Linked DNA regions of Canis lupus: region 1 is linked to region 2. Evidence: chromatin contacts called from public Hi-C data. All regions are on one chromosome and are shown on one strand. The core of a region is the stretch at or near the end of the contact, and the rest is flanking DNA. Distances in the headings are between cores, read along the strand shown.

Region 1 (5,261 bases), core at 2,381-4,880, 160 kb after region 2:
GATGTATTTGTTGAAAACAATAAAAAAGGTTGTCTTGAGTATCTACAGTTCACATTCCAGGATCTTGTGACCGTGAAACAATTTACCATCTGGTACTGATATGGTTAGATAATAACCTAGTAGAATTCGGAGTATGATACTCTCAGATGAAATCTTGCTAGGAGTTGTGGTGTTTTATTTTGTTTGGTTTTGGTTTTCTTGGTCATCAGTGGAAACAGTCCTTAGTTTCTAAGTTGTTGCAATGTTTTTCTTTCTCCCTGCATTGTTCTTCCTAAACATACCTCCCCTACATGGCTGTAAAGTAAATCGTTGGGGGGAGGTACCAGACGTAGGACAGTCAAGTTGGGTGCTTGGGAGCAGTAATCAAGGATTCCCACAGTTTCCACATGTGGTTTTGGGGTGTAAGCATAGAGCTAGGATACTCACATTAAAACCCTTGGTCTTGAGTTTTGGGACTCCAGAGAGCTCTCCAGTTCAATGAGTTAGGCTACCATGTTACTTATTACCAACTTTCCAAACACACACACACACAGAGCATGTATACTGATGGGTATATCTGGTTTCCTATCATTTTAATTAGTGGAGGTTTTTAATCCTTCGTGGGCCAACCGTGCATTACACAGTACCGTGTAGTTTTATGACAGTTCTAGAATTTGTTTTTTTGTGTAAAATGCTTTTGAACCTATTTGTAACAACCAGAATTTTTATTATTTCTTCATAGCAGCTTTATGCAATAAATTCTCTACATTTCCAAGGAGCAAATGTATAAAAGAAGCTAGGGCCTTTAAGACTTTTGGAAAACTTACTTTCAAGAGTACAATTTTATTCAAGCAGAAATCTTAAGCATATAAATAAAACATTTTAACTTTACACATCTGATTTTAGGCCAAGATGTCTTTTAACATCTTTAACCCTTATTCTTACCCCCCCCCAAATATATATAGCCCACTTACTGATCTCATCTAAATTATCTTAATCATTACTTCGATTTCATAATAAATCATTAATGTGTTCTTTAAGGAGAAATAATCCTACACCTTACTTTAGATTTTTCCTTTAAGTGTGAGATTTAAGATTATCATAACAAGTAATCAGGTAGTTTATGTAAGAAGATCATGTAATGGGATAGGCAGGCATCTGATGCTTATTTTTCCAAAATTAATCACCATTGTTAACAATATGGTAAATCAATCCAAAGTCAAATTAAGCTTTTTTAAGTCTGTATTGGATTTAATAGTTGATCTTACTTATTAATGGAGCATATATCTGACAATTACTAAAATTACAGATTTAGAAATGAAACATTCCATTAGTTATCTCTGCCACAATAGCAGCATAATGTTACACTTTGTTCCTTTACTCTCTCCCATCTTCTTTAAGAAACAGGGATGTTATTATGTGGTCTTACTTCACATCCTGACCTCATTCACTTGGGTTTGGAGGACATGGTTTCCACTAAGGCTAAGAGACATGTGTGTAGGTTATTTACAACTAAGGACCTGCAAATTCTCTGTAAACTGCCATTATCAAGACATCCTTTGCGATAAAAAGTATTTCTACTCTTCAAAGATTAGAGAACCGAGTGTAATGATTAACTGATTTATGCAAGTTATAATGATATGACTGCTGAAGCTGTGATGTGTACGAAATGTTGATTTCCAGCAAGATTTCTTGGATTCTACTTACATGATATATTCGTGTGTCAAAGTTCAAGAGCCACCTTCCCCATTTTTTTTTTTTTTTTTTTTAACCGTTTAAGAGAATGCACTTTTCTTTGCCAGGAAGTAGCTACAAGATGAGAAAAACTCTCCAGCACTTCACAGCCGCTCTCTGAACTGGGAGAGGAAAGGGTGCTTTCTGACTTACTCTGGTTGTTCATGGCCCAATTCAAACCTTGTAACACTCTGGCTCCAACTAAGGGTTTTAGGATAAACAAAAGAAAGAACTACAACTATTTAACGCGGTAGGCTCTACATTTATGGAGCCCGTAAGCTGCTTTCTTGTTGAAAGTAAAAAAAAAAAAAAAACAACAGTCTCGGGAGTTTAAATGAACTCTTCGACGCTGAAATCACAGCAGAGTCAGGAAAATTAGGAATAGGCTGGTAACCTCTCATCTTTTTTTAAACTGACCTCACCCTGGGCGAATAACCATCTCCTGATGCCATTGTTGGAGACAGAATTTCTGGCTGAAAAGATCAGTTTTCTGACTCAGTCTGGCTTAGCTGCTCTTGGTTAATCATCCCCATTTCGCCTCTGACTCTAGTGGTCAGCATTTATCTGCAGACTTTTTTAAGGGACTCGCTCCCCCTAAGCAGCGCCCCTCTCTATCCTGCCTCAATCCCCCCTCACCCCCATTTCTATCGCCCCCTGTTTCTCTTAAGATTTTTTTTGCTAAACATTAGACACAGCACATGACCTCCATCCAGCGTTCCGGCGTCTCGGAACAAAACCTGCTGGCGCGGTCGTCCGGCTTCTCCAGGCTGCGCATTTAGGAGGCTTTGCGCTCTTCAACTCCTAAAGACCTGAAGCGTAAATGCTCAATTCAAAAAAAAAAAAAAAAAAAAATTTAAATTTAAAAAAAAAGCTCCCTTTTTTATTTTTTTAAACCTTTAGCCCCGCCCACCCTTCCCCTCCCCTCCCCTCCCCAAGCCTCCACGCGAAACTGCAGGAAACCGGAGGGGGCGGGGCGCTGACGTCACGACGCCGGCGCGTCACGGAACGGCGGCGGCTGCGGCGCTGGCGGTGGCTGCGGCAGCGGCGGCATTTTAGTCGACAGAGGCGGCGGCGGCGGCAGCGGGGCTGCTGCTCCTCCCAGCATCCCTGGCGCGGCCATTTCAGCCCCATCTTGGCCGAGGGGAGGGAGCTGCAGCCGCCGCTTGAGCAGTTTGAATTTTCAGTTTCTCCGGGGTCCGCCGACCCGGCGCACCGAGGAGGAGCCGAGGAAGCTCCCGCCGCTCGCTACCTCACGCAGCCGGAGCGTCTCCGCTCGCCGCCGCCGCCGCCGCCCCTCAGTCTTCTCAGGAGCCGCGCGGGGAGGCCGCCGCCGCCGCCGTCGCCGCCGCCCGCGGGGTGGCTCCCCCGTGAGGGGAGGACCGCGCCGGCCTTCCCTCCCTCCCCCGGAGCGGGCTTCCGCCGGAGACGGCCGACATGGCCCCGGGGCTGAGCTCCGGCTGACGCCGGGGAGGAGGGGGCCGCCCGCGGACCTTCAGCCCGCCCCAGCCCGCCCCAGCCCGCGGCTCCGGCCGGAATCCGGACTCCCCGGCTCCGGACTCGCCGCCGCTTCCCCTGCTTCCCGGCGCTGACGAGCCCGAGCGGGGCCGCGCCGCCCCTCACGCCGCCCCTCGCGCCGCCGCCGCCGCCGCCGCCGCCCCGCCGCCCTCCCGCCGCCCTCCCGCCCCCGGCCGAGGCCTGCGGACCGCGCCGAGCGCCGAGCTGCGCCGACCACGGCGGCCCCGGCGCCGGGAGCAGGAAGCCGGCCGCCCGCCCCTGCCCTCGCGCCCGCGCCCGCGCCGCCGCCGAGGGGATTGAATTGAGGCGCCGCGGCTGCGGGAGGCGACGAGGAAGGAGGAGCGGCCGCGCGAGGGCGTCGGGGGGCAGAGCCGGAGGAAGCGGCGCGGAGGGATGCGTCCCGGAGCGGCCGGCGCCCCGAGCGGCCGGGGGCTCTGAGCAGCGGCCGCCCGGCCTCCCCGACCCCAGCGCGGACTCGGACTTTGCCTCCTGGGGGCCCCCCCTTGCCGGTTTCCGGCCACACCGCGGAGGAGCCGGCGCGCCTCTCCGCCCCCCGCCGGCCTCCCTCACCATGTCCAAGATGCCGGCCAAGAAGAAGAGCTGCTTCCAGATCACCAGTGTCACCACCGCCCAGGTGGCCACTAGCATCACCGAGGACACCGAGAGCCTGGACGACCCGGACGAGTCGCGCACAGAGGACGTGTCCTCCGAGATCTTCGACGTGTCTCGGGCCACCGACTACGGCCCCGAGGAGGTCTGCGAGCGCAGCTCCTCCGAAGAGACGCTCAACAATGTTGGGGATGCGGAGACTCCCGGGACCGTGTCCCCGAACCTCCTGCTGGACGGACAGCTGGCGGCCGCGGCGGCGGCTCCCGCCAACGGAGGAGGAGCCGCGGCGGCCCGGAGCGTGGCCGGCGCGCTGGCCGGTACCCCGGCGGCCCCCTCGGCGGGGGCACCGGGCGCCCCCCCGGCGGCGGGCTCGTCCGCCGGGCCTGGGACTGCGGCCCCAGCACAGCCCCCCACCACTTGCAGTTCCCGTTTTCGAGTCATCAAGCTGGACCACGGGAGCGGGGAGCCCTACCGACGCGGCCGATGGACGTGCATGGAATACTATGAGCGGGATTCAGACAGCAGCGTCCTGACCAGGTCCGGGGATTGCATTAGGCACAGCAGTACTTTCGACCAGACTGCGGAGCGGGACAGCGGCCTGGGCGCCACCGGAGGGTCGGTGGTGGTGGTGGTGGCCTCCGTGCCGGGGGCGCACGGGCCCGACTCGGGAACTGACAGTTCCCTGACTGCTGTGTCACAGCTACCCCCGTCGGAGAAAATGAGCCAGCCCGCCCCGGCCCAGCCGCAGAGTTTTGGCGTTGGGCAGCCACAGCCACCGCCGCCCGTAGGTGGGGCTGTGGTTCAAAGCGCGGCTCCGGTGCCGCCGTTCCCGGGAGCCGCGGCCGGGCCACAGCCAATGATCGCGGCCCCGCAGCCAAGCCAGCCCCAGGGAACCGGCCCCGGCGTCCTCCCGCAGGGCCCCAGTGGACAAGGGCTGCCGCTGACGAATGTAACCCTGCCGCAGCAGCCGGGCCCCGCGGTCGGCGCTCCTGCGACGCAGCAGCCCCAGCCGTTCGCGTACCCCCAGCCTCAGCTACCGCCCGGGCATTTGCTGCCAGTCCAGCCCGCGGGGCAGAGTGAGTACCTACAGCAGCACGTGGCCGGCCTGCAGCCGCCAAGCCCCGCGCAGCCCTCGTCCACCGGCGCCGGAGCGAGCCTTCCCGTGGGCGCCGGCCCGACTGCCGCCGCGGTGGGGGCGCAGATAATGGGCGTGGCTTCCCTGCCCGGCGAGGCCGTGGCCCCGGGGCCGGGACCCGCGCCCGGAGGACAGGCGGCGCCCGGTCAGCCGGCCGGAGTGCCCCTGGCTGCTCTTGGATGCGCGGTGCAGCCGGGCCTGGTCCCCCCTGGGACCGTGCAGCCCCAGTCCGTGCCTCCGCCGCAGATGGGTGGCAGTGGGGCGCCGGCAGCCGTGCCCGGCGGCCCCC
Region 2 (5,409 bases), core at 2,269-4,768:
CTACAGAGGGTTCATTCAGGAAGAGATCAACTGAGGCCGTAAGGGGCACACATCAATGCGAAGAAGGTCACATGACAAGAGAATTCTAGATTTAGAAGTTCAACGTGGAGATTATACTTGCTGAAAATATTCTTAATGTATATTTTAGTGGTAAATTGTTAACATTCTTTCCATATTTCCTAACCTCAGCCATTCCCTTTCCTCCACTGTGGTTAGGGGTAAAATTCAGGAATGGATAACTTTCAGAGAACTGAGGAGACAGGACTTTGCCTGTGGTCAGGGGAAAAAAAAAAAATTCAAAAAGGGAAATTTCAGTTGCTTCGAAGCTGGTTTGTGAAAAGTCAGCGCAGGGGAAGGCAGTGGGAGGAGGCCTCTCGGGGGGCCCAGCTGAGGCTCCAACTCCCCATTTGTCTTAATTTGGCTTGTGGTTCTGGAGGCCCAGGGAAAACACAAACTTGCACTAATATAGCCCAGGCAAAATATTGGAAGGAAGGACATTTAGACATTTTGTACAAACTACAGCAAATAAAAGCAATAAACTGCAACAGCAAAGGAGACTTTCCTGATGCAGGTACTGCAGTTCCTCAAAGCCAGTAAAAGAGTCCTCGGATACATCCTCAAGAAACTTGCCTGTTTATTGTGGTGTCACATTTATGACTCCCATAAGTAGCAGTCAACTAATATCATTATAAAACTCTGATTTATAGGCACTTATATTGGATTTCTCCTCCTACTGGGGCCTCACATTTGACAGGACCATGTCCTTATTTGCATGAGGAATTCCTGTTGTAACTGGGGACTGAGGCTATCCAGTGGCCAAGATGGTGACCCGTTGATGACAGTTTTACATATTGCATTTTTTTTCAGGGGGCAAAAGTCACATGCATATGGTTGGATTCTTAGTAGGGGCTCTTTCCATTCTCATTATGTTGATACAAAGAATTGCCCTAGAAAAAGATCTCGAATAAAATTATGAATAAATCATTTGGACCGAGCCCAGATGGAGAAACCAACGTGATTTTTAGAAGCTGAAACCTTTTAGATCTTTCTCAGCGAGATTTTTGGTAAATTCACTCTTTAGAGACAGCAGCGAACCACACATTGGTCTTGTGAATCGTGTAGATGGGATTTGTGAGGCAGGGGACTAGGAACAGATGACGACAATGATCCAGCAAATGGTTGATTTCTGCTCCCCCCACCCCACCCCAAAAGGAACAACTACTCTTTCAGAGCCAACTCCTGACTTCAGGGCTCCCACAGTCCTGCTCTCTGAAAGCCCTGTAAAAGCTAGGGGGGGGTGAGGGGTGCGGAAGGCAATCATTTTAAAGAGATCACATTCAGTTTTATTAAAAAACCAAAACAGCTGGGGCATTGATTTGCAAGCTCTGTAATGCCATTGGTATGCCTGACCTGGCCAAGATATTAAAAAGATATTTAAGGAAATGTCAGTAAGTGTCTCAGGCACAAGCTTTGGCATATTCCAACCGCATTATGGTGCTTTGGGTAATTCATCTTCCTTTATGTTTCGCTATGCAGAGGGAAGGGAGGGAACATTTACAAGATGATTTACTGTGACACATCCATCCTAATGAAAGCATGTGCCGCTCGCCAGCACTCCTGGCTAATCTGCCCCCCCTCCCACATGCTCAGCCATATGTCCCATGCTTGGCGGGAGCAACGACTGTGTTGGTGGAGAACGAGTCCTGGGATCTGAGTAGCTTTTAACAGAAATCCCAGAAAGCTCTGAGGCTGTTGGCTCAGGTAGGAAAGCAGCAGGAAAGGGCTCATCAGTGTGGGGCTAAGTATTTTTAAAGATGCTCCAGTGGTATGACCCACAGGATGGAGGGAGATTTGCTGTCTCCTCCGAGCCCGGGAGGACTGCTGAGAGAGGAGCTCAGCCTTCACTGGGGAGACCTTCCCCTGGTGTTGCCCACCCCCCCCCCAACCTGACTCAGGTTCTTTGTTGCCCGGCCCCTGGCTGGCCACTCTCCGACTTCCAGCAGCAGCCACATTCCTCAGTTGCCAGAACCTGGCATCCCAGCCTTTCCCAGCTGCACACGGGACCCCCCGCTTTGTGCAAGCAGCTGCTGCTTTGACCAAGTGTGTTTCTAGCCCCCTACCCATGGCGACACTAGCTTAACTGCTTCTGGCTCTTGGGATGAAATCAACACTTACGGAACACCGACTGTATTCTATATAAGACATGGTGCTAGGCCCCGTGAAAAGACAGCAAGAAATTTGCAATAAAACAGATCTTTGCCTCCTAAAACCTGCGACCTAGTTGTGAATCAATGCTCCCATCTTACACCCTGGGCGTGCCCTGGATGAGGGTCTTAACCTCTTTGTAACTTCAGTTTTTCCATCTGTAAGGTTTGGAGAATAATAAGACAGAGGGTTGCTGTATATAAATTAATGTGTGAAAAAAAATAATGTGTGTAAAATGCTTAGAATAGTACAGGGCACGTCATAGGCACTCAATGAATTTTAGCTAGTTGTGAGCCCTAGTTGGAAGAAAAAGGGGAAAAAAAGAGAAGTAAATTAATATGTGACTGCCATACCCCAGAATAAGAGTTTTATATATGTACACATAATGCTCCCACTATAGTAGAAGGCAGCTCTTACTATTACCCTTTCATTTTTGAGTAAGGAAGACTCTGCTAGGTGAATAACTTGTATGAGTTTCCAGTGTTGACAGAGCTCACAGTTCAGGCCAAAACCCCTGGGTGCCAAAGCCCATGAGTTTGAAAAGACAAAGAATTCCAAATGTAATTAATGTTTCCAGGACACTGGAAGATGTGTAGCAAGGAGGCAGCTGATTGAGCCCCAACGTATCACACAGGAAGGCGTTGCTGTGAGAGTTCACTTCCAAATGGAACGTCAGGGAAAGGAAGGCTGACTGGAAAAGGTGGGGTTGGAAGACGGTCCTGAGGGATGAGTGTGATTTTGGAAGGGTAGCAAAGGCCCGTTGACCAAGTGAGCAATCCTGTGGAAGGAGAAAATTGCACCATCTCTCAGAGACAGAGCCCAAACTGGTTGACCAAAGCCAAGGGCTCAGGAGAGTCTAAAGATGGCAGGTTTTTGCACACTTTTCCACTGGGGGTGAACCGGGTGCCTCGGTGGTGCCTGTGAAAGGTTTGCTCTGCTGAAATAATAAGCTGGAGAGTGAGAGTCAGTGAGGGCCCAGTGCAGCCCTCTTCACCACAACTATCACCGGTCTCCTTGAGGGTGGCGGCAGGGAAAACAGATAAACAGCAAACCAATGACCTAGACACAAGGGTGCCTGAAAAACATGAACAGAGAGACCCTTCCCAGAGGTCTCAGTGGGGCTGGACTCTGCCGTCAGGGACGGAATCAACCTCTGCAGCTCTTGGGGATGCAAGCCCCAAGGGGGCAGGGAGGGAGGTGCGGTTCCTGGATTCAGGGAGGGGAGCTGGAAGCACAGGGCTGCTTGGCAGGAGCTGTGACTCTGGATGGAGCCACACAGCCAACCTGCCGTAACCAGCAGGGAGGTAGCCAGGAAAATAAATACCCCGTCTTCCCTCCTCCCTCCTCTCTCCTGCCAGTGCCCTGGGCAAGGGAGCCCTCTGTTCAGTGCATATAGGTCATCGTTCCTGGGCAGAGGACAGGGTGGAGAAGAGTCGAGAGGTGACCCAGGGGTGCAAATGGAAGACCCCCAACATAGAAGGTTTGTTACGGGCTTAGATAACTGACATGACCCAGAGCCTGGCACACAGAAGATCCTGAAGACTTGAGGGTGATGATGATTTCTTGGTGTTTTCTCTGCTTTGGTTGGCTTGGTATTCATGTATCCAGCTCAGCCCCTCTGGCCTCACCACAATCAAAAAACGTTCTCAAATCCCTTCAGTAGCATGAGAAGTGAAGTGACTCACTGAAAAAGCCAATTGAGTTTTTTTGCCTGCAATCTTTGGCCTCTTTTTTTTTTTTTTTTTTTTTTTTAAAAAGGAGGCTTGGAAATCGTCTTTTTAAAACACAACCTTTGTGATGTGTTTTATTGGAAGTTCTTAACAGAGGAAAGGGGCTTGTTTGTTTAGATTGCTATGCAACAGGAGGCATTGAGCAAATGGTGTCTCGGTTTTTATTATTTTAAACTTCACCCAGGAGAAAATTGATCCAAGTTTAAGAAAGAAGGAAGGAGTGGAATATAGGCTCTAGTGTTTTCAAAATTCTAAATGGCATGGCAAACAGTAGAACCTTCAGACAAACATTTGCATATGAAAAACCACCGTCATAATTCTCACTTCCCAGGTAAAATTAAAAAAGAAATATGCATAGTTTCATATGTATGCAAATGTTTGTCTTACGTGGTTTTTGTTTTTTGGGTTTTTTTCCAGCCTATTTATATAGATTACATGCTGAATGTAGTTTCTCCTGGAAGTTGAAAATCTATCACTTTCAACCAAACAGCACCAAAAAGTGAAGTGGTTCTGCAAGAATTGTTTTGTCCTCTCCCTCCTAGGCCGTGAGGTTCACAAAGCACTAGGGCAGATGCAGTCCCAGGTGGAGAGGGTAGAGGGACAGATGCCTCCCCAAAGTCTCACCGATCTTAAGCTCAATCCTCAGTGTTGTTTACGAAAGCTTCAAATTCCCCGTCGCGTGATTTTTCATTATGCCAAGGGGTTTCTGACTGACACTCGTGTTGGGGCAGACTCTATCAGACTGGCAGCCTTGGTGTCGTTTCTGAATTTTCTGTCCAAGCTAGGGGAGAGAAGGACGGGAGTCGAGAGCCCTGAACTTGGTTAAAGCAGACATCTGGAAGCCAATGGTGGAGAAAGAGAGCAAAGGTTAGGAGAAAAATAACACTCGGTAGCAACCAGCAAAACAAACTTTTGTCTGGGACGACAAGAAGGCACTGCAAACGTGGATCAGGGCTCATGTGGCACCAGCTCATCTTTTTAGAAACAATGTCTTACTGCTTCAGCTAATGTTAGATTATACAAAAAAGTAGAAAGAAGTAAATACAAATAATCAAAATATTGCTACCCAAAGACTGCCAGTACTAACACTTTGACACATTTCCTGCTGGTTTTTTAAAACATGTACATGTTCTGTGTGTGTGTGTGTGTGTGTGTGTGTATATATATATATATGATCATATATATATGTAAGATCGCAAAGAGATACGAAGAATATTTTTCAAACTAAAGAAAAAAGGGTTATTTTACCCCTCCAGTTTTATGCCTTGCATTTTAAGCCTAATGTTATATTTATGCATTTTTCCATATCTTTAAATATTCTTGGAATGACTCTTTTTTTAATTTGCTACATCATAGCTGTCCTACAGATGTAGCGTGGTTTATTTCCCCAACCTCATATTGTTGGCATTCGTGTTGTTTCCAATTTTTTACTGTTTCAAGGCTATCCATCAAAATATTATTTGTAAGAATATCT

The links. Hi-C and Micro-C count contacts between places; a contact is called where the count stands out from the background.
Region 1: a Hi-C map of tumor fibroblasts shows a contact between it and region 2, with 5 times the contacts expected there. The contact joins the promoter of TSC22D2 here to the enhancer-like site in region 2. A contact is called at or near these places in 4 of 9 Hi-C or Micro-C datasets (amygdala, liver, skin fibroblasts and 1 more).

What each region holds. Positions count from the first base shown.
Region 1 is chr23:45,604,321-45,609,581 of UU_Cfam_GSD_1.0, forward strand. TSC22D2 (TSC22 domain family protein 2) reads left to right here and starts at 3,631. Exons shown (of 4, transcript XM_038571204.1): 1 at 3,631-5,261. The coding sequence starts at 3,800.
Region 2 is chr23:45,448,548-45,453,956 of UU_Cfam_GSD_1.0, forward strand. The region is part of intron 1 of LOC119865420 (a long non-coding RNA gene); the gene reads right to left. Among named protein-coding and RNA genes, the nearest start is that of TSC22D2, 160 kb to the right of the region's middle. Within about 2 kb of position 3,519, at least 5 of the 20 cell types and tissues checked have an H3K27ac peak or open chromatin away from gene starts, as enhancers often do. A contact at or near this core is called in liver, where this site is marked.